Linked DNA regions of Mus musculus: regions 2, 3 and 4 are each linked to region 1. Evidence: chromatin contacts called from public promoter capture Hi-C data. All regions are on one chromosome and are shown on one strand. Each heading gives the region's core, a stretch centred on a gene start, on an enhancer-like site or on the middle of the called end of the contact. The rest is flanking DNA. Distances are from core to core; before and after follow the strand shown. Region 1 holds the start of Rhobtb1 (Rho-related BTB domain containing 1). Region 2 holds the start of Ado (2-aminoethanethiol (cysteamine) dioxygenase). Region 3 holds the start of Nrbf2 (nuclear receptor binding factor 2). Region 4 holds the start of Zfp365 (zinc finger protein 365).

Region 1 (2,700 bases), core at 48-2,547:
TGAAGGATAGCCCTAAGTAACCGTCCTCACAGTAAAATACGGCTATCTATCTTTCCCACCCTTTCGAGATGCTGGCAAGGCCTTAGCTAAGAACTGATGGAGGCCAAGGATGTAGCGTGGCCATTTTTTGTGTGCTCCATGTCAGCCTTTAGAAGGGTTTTATAAACGTAGCACATCCCTAGTTGAAGGCATTCACATCCTAATCCGCCAGCTGTCTCGTCTCGTTGCAGGACTAGAGTGAGCGGATTACACAGCCCAGTCTAACAGGCAGTTGAGAAGGCGGACTGAAAGTTCCCTGCGGACAGGAGCCAAGTTAGTTGCAGTTCCCTGTCACCTCCTTAGAGCATCGCGTGATGCCAGACACCCCTAGGCACCTAGGCAGTTCTTCTGCGGATCCGTGAAAAGTAACCAGAACTCTGCCCCCAGAACTCACAATCGGCTTGAAAGTCCACAGTGTCCCCGAAACTGGTTTTCCCTTCCAAGATTTCCTGCAGACCCAGAAGAGGCCGAAATCAGTTTCAGCTCCCCCCCCCCGCCCCCCAGCCTCTCTAAAACAGCTGATTTCGGGGTGGGAGGTGGGGGTGGGGAGGACCGGGTGGGGGGAAAAGCTGGGCGTCCCCCCCCCCCGCCCCCTGCCGGGACCCCTTGAGCCCGGTGCAGGGGAAGGTGACCAGGAGGGGGAGAGCCAGCCCGCACGTGCAGCGCCCAGGGGAGGAGGCTGGGCCAGCGCAGCGCTTAGTCAGCAGCTGGGCTCGGTTTTGAAACAAAAGCCAATGTCCTCCCTCGGAGTCCGCGGCCGGTCAGTTCCTAGGGGGAAGAAAGCTATGCTGCCCAGCCGGTTAGTGGCCCAACTTACTTTTCCTGAGCCCAGGACTGAGGGCCAGCGGATGTTCGGGAGTGGGTGGGATGCTGCGGGGAGGGGGCGCGGGGACAGCTCGCACACACCCTGCCCTGCTCTGATCTCCGCTTGGCTTAAGGCCGGGTCCCCGGGGTAGCGGGACGCACGCTGATCCCGGCCCTGGAGCCCAGGCCCCTCCGGTGTGCGTGCAGCCGCAGCACCTTCGCCACCTCGCGTCCCACAGCTCAGACACACCAGGCCCTGGTTTCATGAATGAAATCCAATCGTGTGGTTATAAATAGCCGCCAAGGCTGCTCACGTCACGGTGGAGAGAGAGAGAGCGATCGGAGGCCGCCACCGCTTTGCTCGCTCCGTGCCCGGGCGCAGGGTTCCGCCCGGTGCCCCGCCTGGCCAGGAAAGGGGGCGGGAGGAGGGCAGGGCTGGCGGCGACAGCGACCTGGGGACGAGTCCCGTGGCCTGCGCCGGGACGCGGACGCGGCCGGGTGCGGCTGGGCCATGCTGCCTTTGTGCCACGCCGGGCGGGTGGCGCGCGGTGCGCAGGGTCCCGGCGTCCCCGCGAGCGCGCGCGGCGGGGGCCGCTGCTGAGCGGCGGAGGGAGCCAGGTCTCGCTCGGCTGCAGGGTAGGTGGCTGTGTCGTGCTGAGTGTCCCAGTGAGCAGCGGAGCACCCTCACCAGCTCCCGATTGCCTCGCGGGTGGCAGGTGGGGACCCCGGCCCATGTTCCCACCCTCCCCCAGCAACGTTTGCGAGAGTGAGCTGAAGGGATGCGGGGGGACAGTCCCCTCCCAGAGGAGTGAGCTGAAGAGATGTGGAAGAGCACCCGCCCCGGCCGCACCCCTAACTTGTAGCGGCAGACAACACGTACAACAGGCACCTTAGCAGTCCGGTTGCACCAGGGCCGGGTGCTGCCGCGCCCCCGGGGAAAGGCGCCTTTTCCTCGAAGGACTCTGGTGGGGAACTTGGGACGCGAGAAGCAGGGTGCTCTGAGCCCTTGGGTGTTTGCCCTGCCCCAAGCAGTGTCTTTGGATGCACGATGACGCCCCTCTCCCTCCCCTCCCCCCTAGCCCTGTGTCTAGGGAGTCTGTTGTGAGTTGCTGTGCCAACAATACACGCTGCCTTGTGAGGGGCTTGCACACACCTCAACTTAAGTGTTCAGCTAGGTTCACAGCCAGGGGGTAGGGGGAGAGACACAGAAGAGATCCACACTCACACCCACCCCCAAAAAAGTGGAAGGAAGGCAAGACTGTGTAAAAAATGTATATATAACATTTGATTCCACTGTTGGCCGTGGGGTTTCCATCCCATATCAAACTACTCAACGGAGGAGCAAAGTCAATATTTAGACTCAGACAAGCCAGAAAAGTTAGGAGGGAGAGCCAAGCACAGGGTTCTGAGTTGGCTTTGCACGTCAGCACAAGAGCTGCGCCTTTGGGACTGCCTGTACACATATGCTGGGGCATTGGGGGTGGAGGCATGCATTAAGCTTGATAAGTTACAGAAAGCTGGGAAACGCTAGATAGTAGCAAGCAGAGGAGACATCCTGACTGAATCTCCCTGGTCTGTGCTTTTGGGGAAACTACTGAATACTCAGCCTGGGGTTTCAGCATGAGGTTCTCTGTAGGTTGTGCTACCTGCCATAAAAACATACAAGAGACTCCAAACCATGCCATGCTTCCAGAGGCATTCAGCTTGGCCAAGGGCAGATAATAAGCCACCAACAGGCTCATAAGTTCACTTTTAAACACTCTTTTGAGACTCAGTGTATTATTTCATCTTCAGTGATCTTTGGGACGCCTATGAGAACCAGTGGTTCCCATTAGACAAACTCAATCTTTGGACTGT
Region 2 (2,759 bases), core at 64-2,563, 1.7 Mb before region 1:
TACTTAGTGTATTTTGTAGAGAATGAGAAACAAAAATGGTTTCATTATGGCTTTAGGATGGAAGCGCTTTAGGGTCCCTGCCCGGTTCCCTTAAATCAAAGCCTTGGTGGCACTGAGGATACCAGGAATCAACCTAGCCTTCCGCCCACCCGCCCCCATAACCGTGCCCGGTGGTGGCTGTACTCCAGTGGGCCGTGTTCCCCAAGGTTCCTCAAGATGTGGCGCTGGTCACTCCAGTAAATCCATCGTCCAGGCGAGGGGGCGGAGAGAAGAGCCCTTATGGAAGATAGAGGGCAGCCAGGCCTTTCTTGAGCAGGGCAGGGTACATCTTTGGCCCACAGTTCCCCGGGCGGCAGGAGCTTCAAGGTAGGACCTTGGGGCCTGGATAGGGCTCTCCCTCGCACCAGAAGTCGTCGGCCTGTGGTGTCTCCAGGAGCCACACTTCTCGGGGAAGGTCGCAGGCAGAGCCGGAAGCCTCCTTGGGTCTGATGGGCTCCACTACACGGTAATAGTGGCAGTCCCGGCCGTCCTCCGGGTCGTAGGGTGGGGCCAGGATGTCCAGGAAGGCAGCTGGCCCGTCCACGGCATCAATCTGGTGCAGGTTGTCCCGGTGTGGAGTGAGCACGCAGGGCCCACTGGCCTCGGTGTACTCGGCCCGGGAACGCAGCACGCCCGGTCGCACGGCCTCCCGCTCCAAGGGCTGCAGCGGGGGCTCGAACTGCTGCTCTGGCGGCGGCCGCCGATGCCCGGCCCCCGTGTCCAGCTTGTCCATGCAGCTGATGCGGACCGTGCCGTACAGCACCTTGAGCATACCGTGCATGCCCGGGTGGTCGTGCAGCGGGATGCACGTGCCGCTCTTGAGCAGGAACACGCCCAGGCTGAAGCCCTCCGTCTCGTAGATGTGCATGTAGGTGACCGGCGGGAGGTTGCGGGGCAGCGGCTGCGGCAGCGCCTTGCGCGGCGCGATGTTGAGGTCCTCGGCGCGCACCTGGGTCAGCAGGCTCTTGAGCAGGCTCAGGTTCTCCGGGAAGCCCGGCGCCGGCCCTTCGGAGCCCGTCGAGCTGCCGCGGAAGGTGAGACACGCCTGGCGAGCGATGCGCTGGATCAGGGAGGCCATGTTGTCGCGGGGCATGCTTGGCGCTTCCTGCGCGGCTCGCGGCCGGCCCGTTCCGCCTCTGCGCCGCCCCTTGCGGTCTCCGGCGGCCGCCACGGCTACCCGCGCGGACCCCCGCGCCAGGCGGGAGACCTCCCCGCAACAACCGGCCAGCGGGGCGCGCGGGGCCGCCTTGCACGGTCGCCCGCTTAGCGCGCCAATGGTCGGGCGCTTGCCCGCGCGCGAAGGCGAGTGCGCACGCGCACGGCCGCTACCCGCACTCACGCTCCGGGGCCCAGACAGGCGCTGGCGCGGGCCGTGCCAGGCGCTGCCTCACGCGCGGAGCTCCATTCACGCGGCCCACACCAACGACTACAGCCGGGCGCGGCGGGAGCGCCGCAAGGCACGCTGGGATGTGTAGTCCGAGCCTGCGCTTGCGCGGGGCACGAACGCGTCCTGCGGAGCAGGGGAAACCAGGATTTTTTTAAGAACTTGGCAGAAAGCGAGCAGCGCGTTCGTTTTGCAGAGCCTCAGGGTGTTTACTTGTTTGATAAAACTGAACTATTATTGCAAGAGATATAGCCAGTTAACTACAACTCCCGCCATCCCCGCAGTCGGGGTGACATACTTCCGGCAGCTGGTGGAGGCTTCTCGCCGCTGGGAAAAAAACGGCACAAGAGGGTCGTTAACCTTCTTGTGCCGCTAGGGCCTGCTGGGTCACTCGGGGTCACCTTTGACCCTTGCTCCCTAGGAATGAGGTTTCGGGGTCAACCTTAGCTGCTCGTAGGCCACACTGTGTGCGCCGTGGAGATCTGTGGATGGCGCTTGTCTATTTTTCTGTTTCTTAGGAGGTGAATGGGGTCGGGCGGGTAACCAAAGCGGTCACCCAGCACAGCTGTGCGCAGCTGTTGTTTGCCTCTGGGCCTGATGACGCTGCTCCTTGACTCACTGATAGCGGGAAGCTTTGAGAGGCCATTTGCTACAGCCAAGGGTTCTGTATACTAGTGGTTATCCATCCGTAGGGCGCCCGAGAAACACCAGTTGAGGGGCAAGGGGCGTTTTGTCAGAATAGATTATCGCTGTCATGAGTCTCTAGAGCAATGCAACTATCGGGCTGGTTTATGAAGTTAGGTCACCGCAGAGTGATTATTCTCTGGACTTTTTGCAGACGTAGGTGGTGGCTGGCAAAGGAAGATAGTAGATATTATGAATTTAAATCTTACCCTTGAATTTAAGGTCTTCTTGGACTTTCAGAATTAAACATGGGTTTATAACTGCAGTGGCCCAGGAAATCCTTTTCAGTTAAGAAGGCAGGCTTTTAGTGTGTATGTGTGTGTGGGTTTTGCATCCTAGCCAGTAAGTGTGGTATTCCAGGTACCTTGTTAAATACATTAAATAATGAGTTTTATCTTAGTAATACCCTCACAGAAACTTTTAAGACGTAGGCACTGACTGTATTATTCCCCGCCTGTACACGAGAGATTAATTTGCAGGTGCGCATTTGGAAAAGACGTAAGTGCAACTTAACGAAACACAGTTTGAATTGGTGTAAAAGGAACCAAGGGACACAAGGACGTAGCTTCTGCAGCTTATTGTGGTGCTCACAAGCTGTGGCTTTCTGCACAGCGTACCTTTCCAAGTCCTCAGTTCATTCCTCCAAAGAATG
Region 3 (2,700 bases), core at 189-2,688, 1.9 Mb before region 1:
CCCATACTTCACTACAAACTATAGTTGGCCACACAAATTCTCTTACAAACAAGAGAGGCGCGAGGTTATTTCCCTAGCTCCCCAAAACTCACCAGTGTAGCCTCATTAGCCTGAAGTGTAATCCACTTAGAAACGGACGCAGGGTCTAAATTAGTAACTCTTGGGTAGATTTCTCGGAGCTGCAAACCTGGCGCCAGGGATGGAACCATAGCTTTAGGTGTTCACTCTCCAGCGTTGACGCTCAACACTCCCAAATCTCATTAAGTGACAGGGGCTACGGTCTCACTGGAGCAACTAACTCTTCCAATGTTCCATCCATAACGTACAGTTCTACGTGTCTCTTATCTATTCAGTCCTTTAATCCTCACAACGAACGAGGGTTAAAACAAAAACAAAAAAAAACAATGAAGTGAAAATTTTTGTTCAAGGTCTCTTGAGGCTATTAGGTGACTAAGCCCGAGTTCAAATCCAGGAGTTTGGCTCCAGAAATCCATAGTCTGAAACCACAGACTCTGGCTTCTCTGCACAGCACGGACCAGGCTCTTCCAAGCCGGGAGGGAGGGCAGAGTTCCAAAGGAAGCAATCAATCTTTCCCGGTCCTGCTCTCAATCCCTCCGCATCATCGCAAACCACCTACAGACTTGGGACTTGCAAAGTTTTACTCCGCAACACTAAGGAACCAGACGTCTGCATCTGAATTTCATGAACCTTTTCCCAGGAAACCCGAAGATGTCCTGTGATCACACTTAGAACAGAACTGTGGGAGGTTTGGGGTTTTGTGGGGTTGTTTGGGGCGGTGTGTGTGTGTGTGTTCCTTTTTGCCCCAAACAATAATGACCCGGCCCCCTGTGTGTCTCTCTGTATGTGTTTCTGAGAAAGGCAAACACGTCTGGTACTTTCGTGAGCCTTAAAGCAAAGGCACCGGGCTGCGGGGCGTGGACTGGGGTTCCGATCCAGCTGTTTCAGAGGGGCCTTCGCTAGCCCAGCTGCGAGGGCAGCAGGGAAGAGGGGGTGCGGTGTGCGAGGCGCGGCCCCGACACCCCGACTCTGCCCGCGGCCTGCAGGCGGCGGCTACGTGGCGCTGGGACGCGGTCCCAGCAGGGCAGATGCCACGGGCCCCGAGGGAGAGGCCTGAGCCCCGGGGATCAGGGTCCCCTCCATGAGCTCGCGGCTCCCCCTTCAGTGCCGCTTGACCCCCTCAGCCCGCGTTTCCCCGCAGCCTACCGGTCCCCGACTCAGCCCGCGACCACTCACAAGGTTGAGGGGTCCTTCCATCACTTCCATAAACCCCGGGGTGAGCAGCGGCCCGAGGCGGAGCGGCGGCGCCCGGGCACATGGAGGGGCAGCGAGGGCAGGGAGACGCGGCGGCTGGCAGGAGGCTCCTCGCAGAACCCGGAGCCGGCAGTGAGAGCCCAAGAGCGACAGCCGCGCCACTTCCGCCTCCGACGTCGCGTCGCGGGGGGCCGTCCCGGCGTCGCTGCGCGCGGCGGCGTGACGTCGCCACGCGCCGGCGCGAGGCAGGGGGCGCGGCTGGGGTGAGAGCATGGGGTGGGCGGGGCTAGGGGCGGGGCAGCAGCTAAGTGACAAAAACCGCCCCTCTCCTCGCGAGAGGGAGCTCTGCTAGACTTCGGCGGCGGCTGTCACGTGATGAGCCGGGTCTGGCTAGTTGGTTAATAAGGTCACTCTGCACGCTTGACCTTTCTTCCTTCCCGTAGGCTTTCTCAGGTCCTCTCCTTGTACCTCACCCCTCCTTCTCCGTTTCTGTTCTATCTCCGTTGACTTTTTTTTAAAAAGCAAATTTGAGCCAAGTTAACACCCTGCACTAGATCCGCCTTACAGGAGGTTTCCATATTTTTTGCCTTTTGGCAGAGAGTCTGTGGCCCAGATCTTGTACATGTGGCAGTCTTGTGTCGAGCATATGAGCAGGTGCCACCATACCTCCACTCCACCGAGAGGATTTGACAGAGATAAGTGACCCCAGGGTCACAAACTAATTCTAAAGCAAGAAGGATTATAAGCCACCAAGTATAACCGTTCTTCAACAACTATGTACTAAATCACTGTGCTAAGGTCTTTCTGTTTCCGCACCCACTGGCAAGTAGATATGGTTTATGGAGAAAGGGAGATGGAGAGGAGCTGAGAGAACAACTAACATATTGTGTGAAGGAAACCGGGCTTACCTGGAGGTTTTTTTTTTTTTTTTTTTTTTTTAAAGATTTATTTATTTTTATTATATATAAGTACACTGTAGCTGTCTTTAGACACTCCAGAAGAGGGCGTCAGATCTCATTACGGATGGTTGTGAGCCACCATGTGGTTGCTGGGATTTGAACTTCGGACCTTTGGAAGAGCAGTCGGGTGCTCTTACACACTGAGCCATCTCACCAGCCCCTTACCTGGAGGTTTTACAGTACCAAATTCTGTAATGAAAAAAACTTCAAAGAACCACATGAATGTACCTTTAAGAATTTGTAATATTGGAGGACGTGGAGACGCAGGTTGGGTGTTAAAGGAAACCCACCTGGGGTGTGATTTTTTTTTAAGATTTATTTATTTAATTTATTTTAGTACACAGTCACTGTCTTCAGACAGACCAGAAGAGGGCATCAGATCCCATTAGAGATGGTTGTGAGCCACCATGTGGTTGCTGGGAATTGAACTAAGGACCTCTGGAAGAGCAGTCAGTGCTCTTAACCTCTG
Region 4 (2,700 bases), core at 150-2,649, 1.3 Mb before region 1:
GTGTGTAGGCTGGGGAAAACTTGTGTGAATGGGTTCTCTCCTTCCATCATGTGTGTCCTGGGGATTGAACTTGATTCATCAGGTTTAGTGACACGCGTCTGCTTGTCATCTTGGTTTGTTCATGCCGTTAATATTTTTAGTTACTGGTATGATGACATACATCAAAGCGTTAACATAACAATAACGATCTTTTGAAATTTGGAAACCCGAAGTGTCCGGTATTATTTGATATAAACAGGGCCGTGGCCAAGATCCTAAGCTAATAGAATGTTCTGGGTGGATGCGCCTTGCCTCTGATGCTGTTTTTAGCGCGACAACTTCTAGAGTGTTGGAACCAGGTGGGCGTCAGCATAACTCCTCCATAAACAGGAAGTTCTTGTTGCCTCTGCATCTTTATCCCCTTTGCCCTAGCAACAGATGACTCTTACAACCCAATTTTGCAAGGGTCGTGGTACTTATTTCCTCCAAGAATGGCAACAAGGAGCACTGGGTCCCACAGGGAAGGAGCCCGGATCTTAGGGTGCATCTTAGAGTGAAGTGTCTGTGTTACACCCTTATCTGCCTCCAGATGCTGAGATAGAAATGGTGCCTGATCCGCCAGGCAGGCACATTTTCCAGGTTACTAAAGTCTCTGGACCCCAGCAAAGGAGAACCTTCCTGTGCTGCGCTGGGTTGGTCAATAGGATGCAAACCCTGGCCCAGCCTAGGGCTGAAGATGCTTGCAATGGAGTGCAGGGATAAGAAGAGAGGATTCTATAGCAGCAGTGGGGGGGGGGATGTTTGGATGGGGGAGACGAGATATACCACCCACCCCCAGCAAAAGGCTTTCATCCGCCCAGCGGAAACCTAGGGCACAGGTTAGCAAAAAGGGTTTCGATTTCCTGTGCAGAGCTGGGCAGGCTGGGCAGCACCTGCGTGGGGGTCCCGGCTTTCCTAGCCCCCGCTCCCGCTGGTGACTGCGTGGATTCGTGCTCACGCGAGTTCGTGCAAGTGGCTGTGGGGAAGCCAACGGTCCCGACTCCCCAGGATGCTGCGCATCCGGGACCACCTCCCCGCGTGTCGGCGGAGCAGGGGGCGCGGGCGCACGGCTCCAGCCGAGCCCACTTACCGGACTTGTTGCTGCCGCTGCAGCCGCCGGTGCTGATGCTGCGGGAGCCGTGCGAGCGGTTTTCAGCAGAGCCGTAAATCAGGCTGAGCCGGGTCGGCTCCCACGCGGGACGAGCGGCGACCGGGGCGGAGCGTGGCGCGGGCGGGACACGGGGGCGGCGCCCGGGGACGCGAGGCTGGTGCTCCGGCCCCGGGCAGCCACCCCTGGGTCCACCCCATCGGGGCCCCTCTAGCGGGAGATCCTGGGCCTTTCCCTTCACTCCAGCTCAGGATTCCGCTGACATCACGGGGAGGGATGCAGGATGGTCCCTGGGGAGGGAGGCGGGGACACGTGCCAGTCTTGCCCAGCCTAGTCTTGCTACAGGCCCAGGCAAGTGCTCCCAGTTGCAGGGGCGGCGAAAGTGGGCGTGAAGATGGAGCCTAGCTGGCTAGCCCCTGGAAAGAGCTGCCAGCAGGAAGGCTCTGATATTTATTTATATTAGAACTTCATCCAGGCAACCTGGCGGGGGGGGGGGGGGGGCACAGGACCAGCTTACTCCAGCCGTGGAAGGTAGTAGTGTCCTGGGACTAAGTTAAACAAAACTAAAGATAATAAAAGTGTAGAAGTTAAGAAACATAAATGCCAAACCCTGAGGCCTCCTCACTGAGAGGATGCCCCCAACACTAGTCTCTCAGTGGAGGAAAGATTTAGCTTCTGAGAAATCTCATTTCCTAATTGAAATTTCGGGATGTGTGTGTGTGTGTGTGTGTGTGTGTGTGTGTGTGTGTGTGTGTGTGTGTGTGTGTGTGTGTGTGTGTGTGTTATTTTGTTAAACCTGCTTTTAAGGGGCTGGAGAGATGGCTTAGCAGTTCAGAGCACATACTGCTCTTGCAAAGGACCTACACTGCTCGAATCAGCTGCTGGGCTGTCGTCAACGTTCTTTCACTGATATTCATACTAAGACTTTGATGACAGGTGCACGCCTGTAAAATTCAGGAAAGCAGTACCAGAGAGTGACTCCTACAAAACGGGGGTTGGCAGCTGCGCAGAGGCTTGCTCTCTCAGAAAATGTTATGCTTCTTGCGGTCACTATCTTAGGTCACTCTCTAAATTGAGCACGTTTATTCCAACTGTTTATTAAGCTGAAAAAAAAAGTTTGGTCTGAGTGTGCATTGCACACAACCAAGAGTCAGGGTGCACCCATCATCTTGAACAGCAGGAAGCTAATTCTGACTACCTTTGGGGCAGGATGCTAAGTATGACCTGGGAGAGTCAAGGGACCCAACGTCTAGAACTCAGCCCTCTCCCAACACTGAGGCAACTTGTTTGCCTTGCTTGGTCCCGAAATGTCTCCACTTCAGGTGAAGCGCGAAGACTTCCTAGGGCCATTTTTTTCTAACAATGGCATAAATATTATCACATTCTTCATTAAACCATATTTTACATTTATCAATACAATTTCCATATTAAATTGCATCGTGACAGAATGATTCGATAAAGAATGATTTTAGATGAAAGTAAAGGAGGGAAATCTTTTCAGGTGCAAAAGAAAAAGAATAACTCTTCCTTAAGAATACCTTTTTAAAGCTCACCTCTAAGTAGGCCAGTGTGAC

The links. Promoter capture Hi-C pulls out the DNA fragments that hold promoters and counts their contacts.
Region 2: a contact with region 1 is called in a promoter capture Hi-C map of pre-B cells, with 5 times the contacts expected there. The contact joins the promoter of Ado here to the promoter of Rhobtb1 in region 1. A contact is called at or near these places in 2 of 39 promoter capture datasets (hippocampal neurons and pre-B cells), 2 of 115 datasets of contacts at active chromatin or transcription factors (astrocytes and pancreatic cancer cells) and 2 of 9 other capture datasets (adipose tissue and liver).
Region 3: a contact with region 1 is called in a promoter capture Hi-C map of pre-B cells, with 8 times the contacts expected there. The contact joins the promoter of Nrbf2 here to the promoter of Rhobtb1 in region 1. A contact is called at or near these places in 2 of 39 promoter capture datasets (liver and pre-B cells).
Region 4: a contact with region 1 is called in a promoter capture Hi-C map of hippocampal neurons, with 5 times the contacts expected there. The contact joins the promoter of Zfp365 here to the promoter of Rhobtb1 in region 1. A contact is called at or near these places in 3 of 39 promoter capture datasets (cranial neural crest, hippocampal neurons and pre-B cells).

The regions. Positions count from the first base shown.
Region 1 is chr10:69,211,897-69,214,596 of GRCm38.p6, forward strand. Rhobtb1 (Rho-related BTB domain containing 1) reads left to right here and starts at 1,298. Exons shown (of 11, transcript NM_001252637.1): 1 at 1,298-1,479. It overlaps A930033H14Rik (RIKEN cDNA A930033H14 gene), which reads right to left and starts at 1,202. Exons shown (of 2, transcript NM_001331193.1): 1 at 857-1,202; 2 at 1-488. The coding sequence starts at 1,109. The coding sequence ends at 430.
Region 2 is chr10:67,547,642-67,550,400 of GRCm38.p6, forward strand. It overlaps Ado (2-aminoethanethiol (cysteamine) dioxygenase), which reads right to left and starts at 1,314. Exons shown (of 1, transcript NM_001005419.2): 1 at 1-1,314. The coding sequence starts at 1,132. The coding sequence ends at 362.
Region 3 is chr10:67,283,843-67,286,542 of GRCm38.p6, forward strand. It overlaps Nrbf2 (nuclear receptor binding factor 2), which reads right to left and starts at 1,439. Exons shown (of 4, transcript NM_001036293.2): 1 at 1,255-1,439. The coding sequence starts at 1,284. It overlaps Gm46200 (a long non-coding RNA gene), which reads left to right and starts at 1,591. Exons shown (of 3, transcript XR_001779690.1): 1 at 1,591-1,678.
Region 4 is chr10:67,911,263-67,913,962 of GRCm38.p6, forward strand. It overlaps Zfp365 (zinc finger protein 365), which reads right to left and starts at 1,400. Exons shown (of 5, transcript NM_178679.2): 1 at 1,109-1,400.